Regions from separate parts of the Gasterosteus aculeatus genome. Here region 1 is linked to region 2. Evidence: chromatin contacts called from public Hi-C data. All regions are on one chromosome and are shown on one strand. The core of a region is the stretch at or near the end of the contact, and the rest is flanking DNA. Distances in the headings are between cores, read along the strand shown.

Region 1 (3,886 bases), core at 1,087-3,586, 43 kb before region 2:
AGGTCTCTCCTGTCATGCAGAGGAGCCTTTTAATGTAGAGATGCACAACCCTTTTTTAGAGTCACACCTCTGCTCTCAAATCCTTATTACCAAATTAATGTTAACAAATTGTCAAAACTTAATTATTATTTAATCCTAGCATTTATATTTTGGGATTACGATGGTAGCTGGGGTAGGATTAGACCAAACATGTTGATACGTTTCAACATTTAATTTACTAAAAGATAACAAACCTCTTGTCCATCAATCAATCCGATGTGGGGGTATTGAAGCATGAAAAGCTCTGCTCTTGTATTTGCAAGAGGCCTGACCTAATGAGATAAAGGCGCTGATGGATGAGGCAAGTATTTGGTCACTTTGGTCTGTTAATGTAGCTGGTAGTATCTAGTATTAATACGCAATGTGCTAGATCCTTGCAGCAATATACACATACACACACCGATCACCCCACTCATACCCACTATTCTCCCCCAGCATTACCCCGGGGAGGACGGGCCATACATGTTCGAGTCTATATTCGTTATATATATATTTATTATCTCTTACAGAAGATGGGGAGTTCAGTGCCGGGCTCATATGAGGGTCATGCTTACATAGGCGTCACTGCTGTTCTCTCAACTGCTGCTTAATAACTTGGTGCTGATTGATACATTAATATTGTATTGAACCGTGCCTTTTCTTTGGCTCAGGGGCGCTCCTTTACTTCGCATCGTGTAAAAGCGGGGAGCTCTTTTGATGCATCATCAAATTGTCTCAGTAAATTTAGTTTTATGTTGTGTCTAATCCCTATTTATTTTCTTTCAGATGGTCGTAAGACACAAACAGGCAGTCCATTTTAAAAGTTGCATTTACTCATTATTTTAAACTAAATCTGAATGAAAAGACAAATAATGTCCCTGTAAACAAATCGTGTATCAAACATGATGTATTCGTTTTGCATTGATGAGAAACTCTCATGCAGCGCTCTCACATGGATTCTACCTCACTTGGGGTTTGAGGGTCTGGAATGAGCAGATACAGTGGATGCAACACATTAGACCATTTCTCTGCAACAATAAACACCTTCTCTGTGAAGGCATAGCAGCTCTTAAAAATGCCACGGGAGACAAAACAATAAGGCTATCACCTATAAACATCAGGGCCGCGTGGGCTGTGCTTTGGCCTGAGATTTCTCCTTCCATTTATTTGGGCTGTTAATGATAGGCTATCAGATTCCTATCTCCCTTTCCGGCTCTCTTTACTCTTCTGCTGCCTGCCGTAGCCTGGAGGACTGTTTTGGCAAGCATCTGTAGGCAGGCTGAATAGGCTCCATTCTTGAAGGCTCTTGTGCTCCAGTGAGCGCACTCGGGGCATGGACGCCCGGCCCTTAAATTGATGGAAAAGGCAGAGCCGTTAGCGGGGGTGGGGAGGAGGGAGAGACGTAAGGAAGCCTGCAAAAACACAGCGGCTTATGTTAGTTGTGAATTCTCTGTACGTGCGTTATTTGCTTCTGTGCACCGCATCCCCACTAAATGTTGTTGTCTCCATTTCCCATTTCCTTTACTGAATCTGCTGTCGTCTCTCTCGGCCATTGCCCTGTAAATGGAAGTTGAAGACAGAGCTGGTGGTCATTTGCCATTTTTTACTAGAACAGTAGGGGTTTTATGTCTCTCTTTCTTGTCACTTAAATACTCAACAAAAATCTTTTGCAACGGTGAGTCAAGCCTTTTTTCGAAGGGGTGTGGTCGATATGCTTGTGGGGCAGCTGAGCAAGAAGAATGCTCGTGGTCTCAAACCTCACACACCAATTGATGCTTGGTACCTTTTTATTGGCTCACGTCATTTCCTCAAGGGTAAAGGAGTTATCCCAGGAGTGGAGAGTCAGAAATAGTTTAGTTTGTCTCATTCATTCCCAGCACTCCGACAGTATGGATAGTTAATCAAAAGTAAAATCCCCAGTAATACAAAATTGAATTTGTTTTTGAAGACGTTTGCACTTCTTTCCCTATTGATTGTTTGCTTGTGAATCTGGGTTGTCTTGCGTCTGCCCTTGTGGTTTGCTGGTTGAGATGTTGGATCAATGTGTTTGTGTCTGTGTAGGGAGGCTCGGGCCTGAGCCGAGCTGTAGAAGGTAATGGGATTGTAAGTGTCTGGCAGATAGGAGGAGTGGTAATGAAATGAGGGCCAGGGCTTACAGAGCGAGAGATTTGAACTTAACAGCCGCCTGCAGCAGACGACTCACACCATCCAGCATCTAGTTTCTTCTCACGTGTGGGATTGTGTGCATGTGATTTCATGTGTTTATGTCCATGCAGAAATAGGGTATGCTTTTGCAGAGTCACTGCTCCGGCTAACATGACCTTTGTGGGGTTGTTGCTTTGCTGCAGTGGTGGATTATAAACCTCAGCATGACAACATAACTGCAGCATGTTAGAGTGGTGGAGGTGTGACCATCTCCAGCAGAATGAAAATGAATAAGTGAGACTCATCTGAGAAGGCAGGCGCACATGGTAATGCTGTCCCTGCAGATGTCAAAACAGTCATTCCATGTCAACGCATGTTTCTGAGCTAAACTGTAAGAAAGGTTATGAATTGTGCTTGTACAGTTTTTACTCGTCTCTTGAAAAAGCCATTTGGGCGGAACTAAACTAAATCCCCCCCAAAAATATTCATATTCCTGCCAAATTCTTTTAAAATGACCCCCTGGCCAGTCTGTGAGTCACCCTCCTTCTGTCCATGCTTGGTAATAATATCAGTGCATGAGCCCTATATGTATCCCATTATGATTTGATTTGGACAACAAAAATGGAAGATTAGACTTAAATCCAAGTAGATTATCCACTCATCTCTAAAGCTCATGCATTGAGGTTTTCCTCATAATTGCCGCTTGCGGTTGAGGGAGCAGGAGTGCCCGGCTTACCCACGATCAGGAGAACAGAACCGATCTGCTTCCTCAATGACATACATGTGTGCTTATTTGAAGTGCGGTTGACTCCGTTCTTTTGCCCTGTGTGCCTTTTCCCCATTGTGTCCTATCTGATTGATGTTGACTGGGGTCACCTAAGCCCATGCAGGAGATCACGGCACAGTGCGCATGCAGCTAAATGTTTACATGCATTCATTTGACTTTACCCAGGGGTCTGCTGGCCCAACGCGGGCTTGTCTTGTGTACGGGCAGGCCGACCATATGTCACGCTTTTTCTTTTCTTTTTTTACAACGGGTTTGAGGTCAGACCCACCAGATTATGGAGGGTAGTTAGGAAGAGAGAATACTCTTTGTGGGCAGGTCCTTCCCTTGTGTTTTGGCTCCAAGCTTTCGGCTGCGACACCAGACGCGGCTCTTAGCACGAGTGGGCAGAGAAACCGTACGACACTAATGTTGCTTCTCCATTGACATGAGCCTGACAGTCTTAACAGGAAAATAGACTGTTTCAGTTATGCACTTATGAGGAGCCAAATGGGACAGTGAAGAAGACGTATGAACAAAAATGGTCCATTAAAGCTTTAAAAAGAAAAGAGCCCCAGGGATGAAGAGTTAGACTTTGTAACAAACGCAATGCTACTGAAATCAGTCACTTACAAAAAAAAAAGTTTAAGTAACGTTAAATTATGTGAAGTAAGTCTTTCTTATGGTCTTTCTGCGGTGCAGCACGGCTGCAGACAATGTTGTAGTTACCGGGTGTTGGAGCAGCACCGACTATTCTAATTCACCAAATTATTTACCAGCCAGCCATTGATCCTACTGGTAAACAGTTATTTCCAATCTGTTAAGATCTCTCTCTCTCTCTCTCTCTCCCCCTCCCCCCCCCGATACTCATGCGTAAGCATTGGAATGCGAGTGTTTTTTTTTTTTTTTTAATGAACGTTAACAGGAGAGTGGGGGTAGGGTTACTGATTGGGGTCTGAG
Region 2 (3,757 bases), core at 760-3,259:
ACTTTTACAAAATGTTAGAGTTAAAAACTTTTCATGTCAGTACTTGACACGTTACTCCTTGACGATCTCCAACTATATTCCCGTAATGCAGATTGGGGTCAGACGGGTTGGTTCAACTCCCAAAATCCTCCTGCCCCCCTTAATTCTTTGTGACGTTCACTCAGTTCATGCCACTGTACGCAAATGACCACCACAATACTGCGTTCAGCCCCCAGTTCCCACCACCCACACTGACTGAGTCATCCACGGCACCTCTGAAGTGGACATCTGTCTACACTCTGAATCTTGGACTTAGATGATGTAAACAGGAAGAGGGAGGATAAAGTTCCCAGGGATGTCCCCATGTTACTCTTTATTTTGTCAGACCTGCGAGGTTGTTGATCCGGCCGCATCCATCAGACTGGTAATGAGTTAAGGACTTATCAAGTCTAACAGTGTTAAAGCACTTGGGAAAAGTCAGAGAAAGGATCTACAATATAATATACTGTATATAATTGGCCAATACAAATGTGTCTTAGTGTACCCATTTGTTCCATCCATTATCTTTAACAGTGCATCATTTCAGGGTCGCTTGGTGCTACAGCTGATCCCATGTCACAGTGTAGTATGTCATAATATGGTATGACTCTAAACGTTATTAACATTATCGATTCGAATCAATCAATCATCCCAACAAAATATCCTACTAAAGAAACGAGTATAATCACACACATAATCACTTTTATTACTCTTTATATTTGTATCAAGTTTGGACAAAGCAGGACAAATACTGTAAGGTAATACAAGTAGTGAATGAACGGGTGTATGAATCAGCACCATGGATCAGCAATCAATAAAGGGACACATGTCATCTGGGCACAGTGTTTTCAGTTATTTCTGTCTATCAAAGCGCAGACAGACTTCCTCTCTACAGATCCTGGTTGTGGCTCAGTGAGGAAGCAGTGAAGGGTTTGGAGGTAGTTGATAAATGTTGCTGACGGAGCTGATGAAGGATAGTGATGAATGTGGACTTCAAACCTGCAGTAAAACCCAAGAAGCTCGTCTGCCAGTTGATGCTTGAGTAGAGTCTGGGCCGATGGTCTTCAATAAGTCTGTTTATATTACTCTCAATAGTGAGAGTAATATACACAGTAGTAGTGTGCCAAAAAACATGTCATAAAAGAGTGAAAATACTGTATTTCAATGTATGCTATAGCATAGTCCCATGTCAATAAAGGATACGAAAAATAGTAGCAGAATACTGTGAAAAATAGTGATAATGAAAAGAAAGTAATAGTAAAGCAGTTGAAAAATGTTCCAGCATAGGGCGTAACAAAAGTCTAAAAACCTAAGTGTGTATTAGGGCAAAGTAATTAATTAAATATCATATTATAGTATGGTGAAAAAAGTTATGGAATAGCAAGTCGAATAAGTCCTAATATGGTATGGTGAAAAAAAGTCATAGCAAAAAAATGATGGCAAATGCCAAAAATGAGTCGTACGGTCGGTTTCTTTCTTTCATTGTTCTTTGTCAGTACACTACTTTTCAAGTGTGGCATTGTGTAGAGGAGTTATTGTTATGGGTTGGTTAGTCAAAACTTTTCTTTTTTTCCTTGGACTTTGTTTTCCTCCACTTAGCATGATGTTGAAAAAAGCCTTAACATATATGTAAAAGAGATTCATTGAATAGCACGTCGTGTTGAAAAATAGTTGTGTTATAGTAAGTTGAAAAAAACTAAAAAATATAGAATAAAGTAACAGTCAAGTATGCTAAAAATTCTAAAAAAAAGTTATTATAAAGTATGTCAGAAAAAGTAACAATATACATTTAAAAGGTATTTAAGTAGTAAAATGTAAGTAAAATAAAACATTATTTAAAAAAATATATATTTTGTTTTATATATATAACCTTTGTATATATATCTATGAAGGACTCGGCAGGTCACGTGAGGCTTTGAAGGACAAGGAACGAGTTCCTGTCATTTTAGGAAGTGCGTCACCGAAGCTCGTTCTCCTTCTTCAGCTCACAGACCTTCAGTGGAGCATCGCTGCCCTCTAGCGTTTGTGGCGTTATCGTCACAACAGTTCTTTATACTGTATTTCTATGTACACTACGGATATTACAACAGTTTTCAGTCCCTGTTTCCTGATTGAGTAAAGCGTGCAGGGTAAACATACTTGTGAACAGCTTTCTTTTTGCTCTTTAGCTATTTGGAGCTGTTTGAGGACACGTCTCGCTGCCTCGCGATCCTCACGCTGACATTTTCCTTCCACGTAGCCGTTGATGTTTGACAAACATCTAACAACCGGCCTGCTCCACGTGGCTATCAGCCCTGCGCCATTTCACCGCGTCCCGTCTCTCACGACGACCCCGTTTATTTGTGTGTGTTTACACAGCGTGAAGCCGCTGCCATTAGCAGACGCGGTGTCATGTGTCTCGGTCTTACTGGAAGTTGCAGCATGAAATGACTCACTCCGCCTACCGATCCTTTCTGTGGAAGTTTCTGTACTTTCTGTTTCAAGGCGGATACTTAAATGCCACTTTTTATTAAAAGTGTTCCCACTATTAATAGTATTATTAATCAGCTATTAAAAAACTAAAGCGCCCGCACACCGCGTTGTGAGGACGCGCGCGCAGTGGGCCAAAGCACCACATATTTGAGAAACTATTCGCTGTTTACGCACGCACGCACACAATCCGCGTTCGGTGTGTTGTTTCCACCGGCAGACGGCGTTTGTGAGTGAGGATCGATCGATCGATTGTCTCGGGTCATGTCGGCACTTGAAGGCAGGAAATGAGGCGCGCGCTCCCTCGCTTCTGGCTCGCGGTGCGCAACAGGGAAGTGGAACTCGTTTGGCGCGGCGCGCACAAGTGGTCGGTGCCAAGCAGCTCGTTGGCCCGGAAGGTGGTTTCTCCTCCGCCAAAGCAATAGTACCGCAGTGACGACGACGGGGCCTTTTTGGGGCCTTTTTTTATTAGGGGAGGGGGGGGGACAGAAGTGCAGTGGAAGGGAGGGATGGAGGCAGGAAATGCTCGCTAGGTGGTTCGGGCTGGCGGAGGACTTGACGCGCACGGGACACCACAGCGGTTTGTTTTTTTCCATGTGTCAAATCTACGTTTAGCTGAGGGTAAGTCGGTGGGGTTTTTGTTGTTGTTGTTTTTTTGTTCCTGTTAAACACTGCGGCCGAGAGATCGACGTGTACTCGACGTGTGTGTCTCTGTCATGTTATGGACTGTTGTGTTATGTGTGTGGGCCTGAAATACAGTCAACGACATATGCAAACCCGCACTAGTGGTTATGTACAGTTAAACTTTCCCTTGCTGACAAGAGGCGTAAATTTCGATCTGTGCCATCTTGCGCATTTATGTAGCAGGAATAGTGAACGTTGATTTAGACTAAAGACCGCTTCAGTGTTCTGTGATCCTCGGGTGGGTTGTTACAAGTGGCTTGAGATGATCAATATAATACTATATACCACAGACCACAGTAGTACAGTAGTACGCGTGTAGTAGTGTAGAGCAAAATGTAATGCAATACAACGAAATACAAAAATAGCAGATATGTAAAGCAACAGGAGTATCAGAGAAGAGGTGGTTACTCGTGATTGCCATCTCTCCGGGTTTATGTTTAAAAGTTGTTTGTGACCCCTGAGGAGTGTTCTGGTGGCCTTGATGTACCAAAATCATCCTGATCCATCGTCAAAATGCGAGGTTTTGTATCGATCAAGGCAGCTACAATCTCTACGAATTTAGGCCCGCCCTCCACGCTCAGTTACA

The links. A called contact is a pair of places that touch in the nucleus more often than the background predicts.
Region 1: a Hi-C map of whole body shows a contact between it and region 2, with 6 times the contacts expected there. The contact joins the enhancer-like site here to the promoter of stat6 in region 2. A contact is called at or near these places in 6 of 6 Hi-C or Micro-C datasets (blood and trunk muscle, liver, skeletal muscle and 2 more).

The regions. Positions count from the first base shown.
Region 1 is chr2:11,350,936-11,354,821 of fGasAcu3.hap1.1, reverse strand. No RefSeq gene overlaps it. Among protein-coding and RNA genes, the nearest start is that of fignl2, 22 kb to the right of the region's middle. Within about 2 kb of position 2,336, at least 2 of the 9 cell types and tissues checked have open chromatin away from gene starts, as enhancers often do. A contact at or near this core is called in liver, where this site is marked.
Region 2 is chr2:11,307,304-11,311,060 of fGasAcu3.hap1.1, reverse strand. It overlaps stat6 (signal transducer and activator of transcription 6, interleukin-4 induced), which reads left to right and starts at 2,009. Exons shown (of 19, transcript XM_040192913.2): 1 at 2,009-3,108.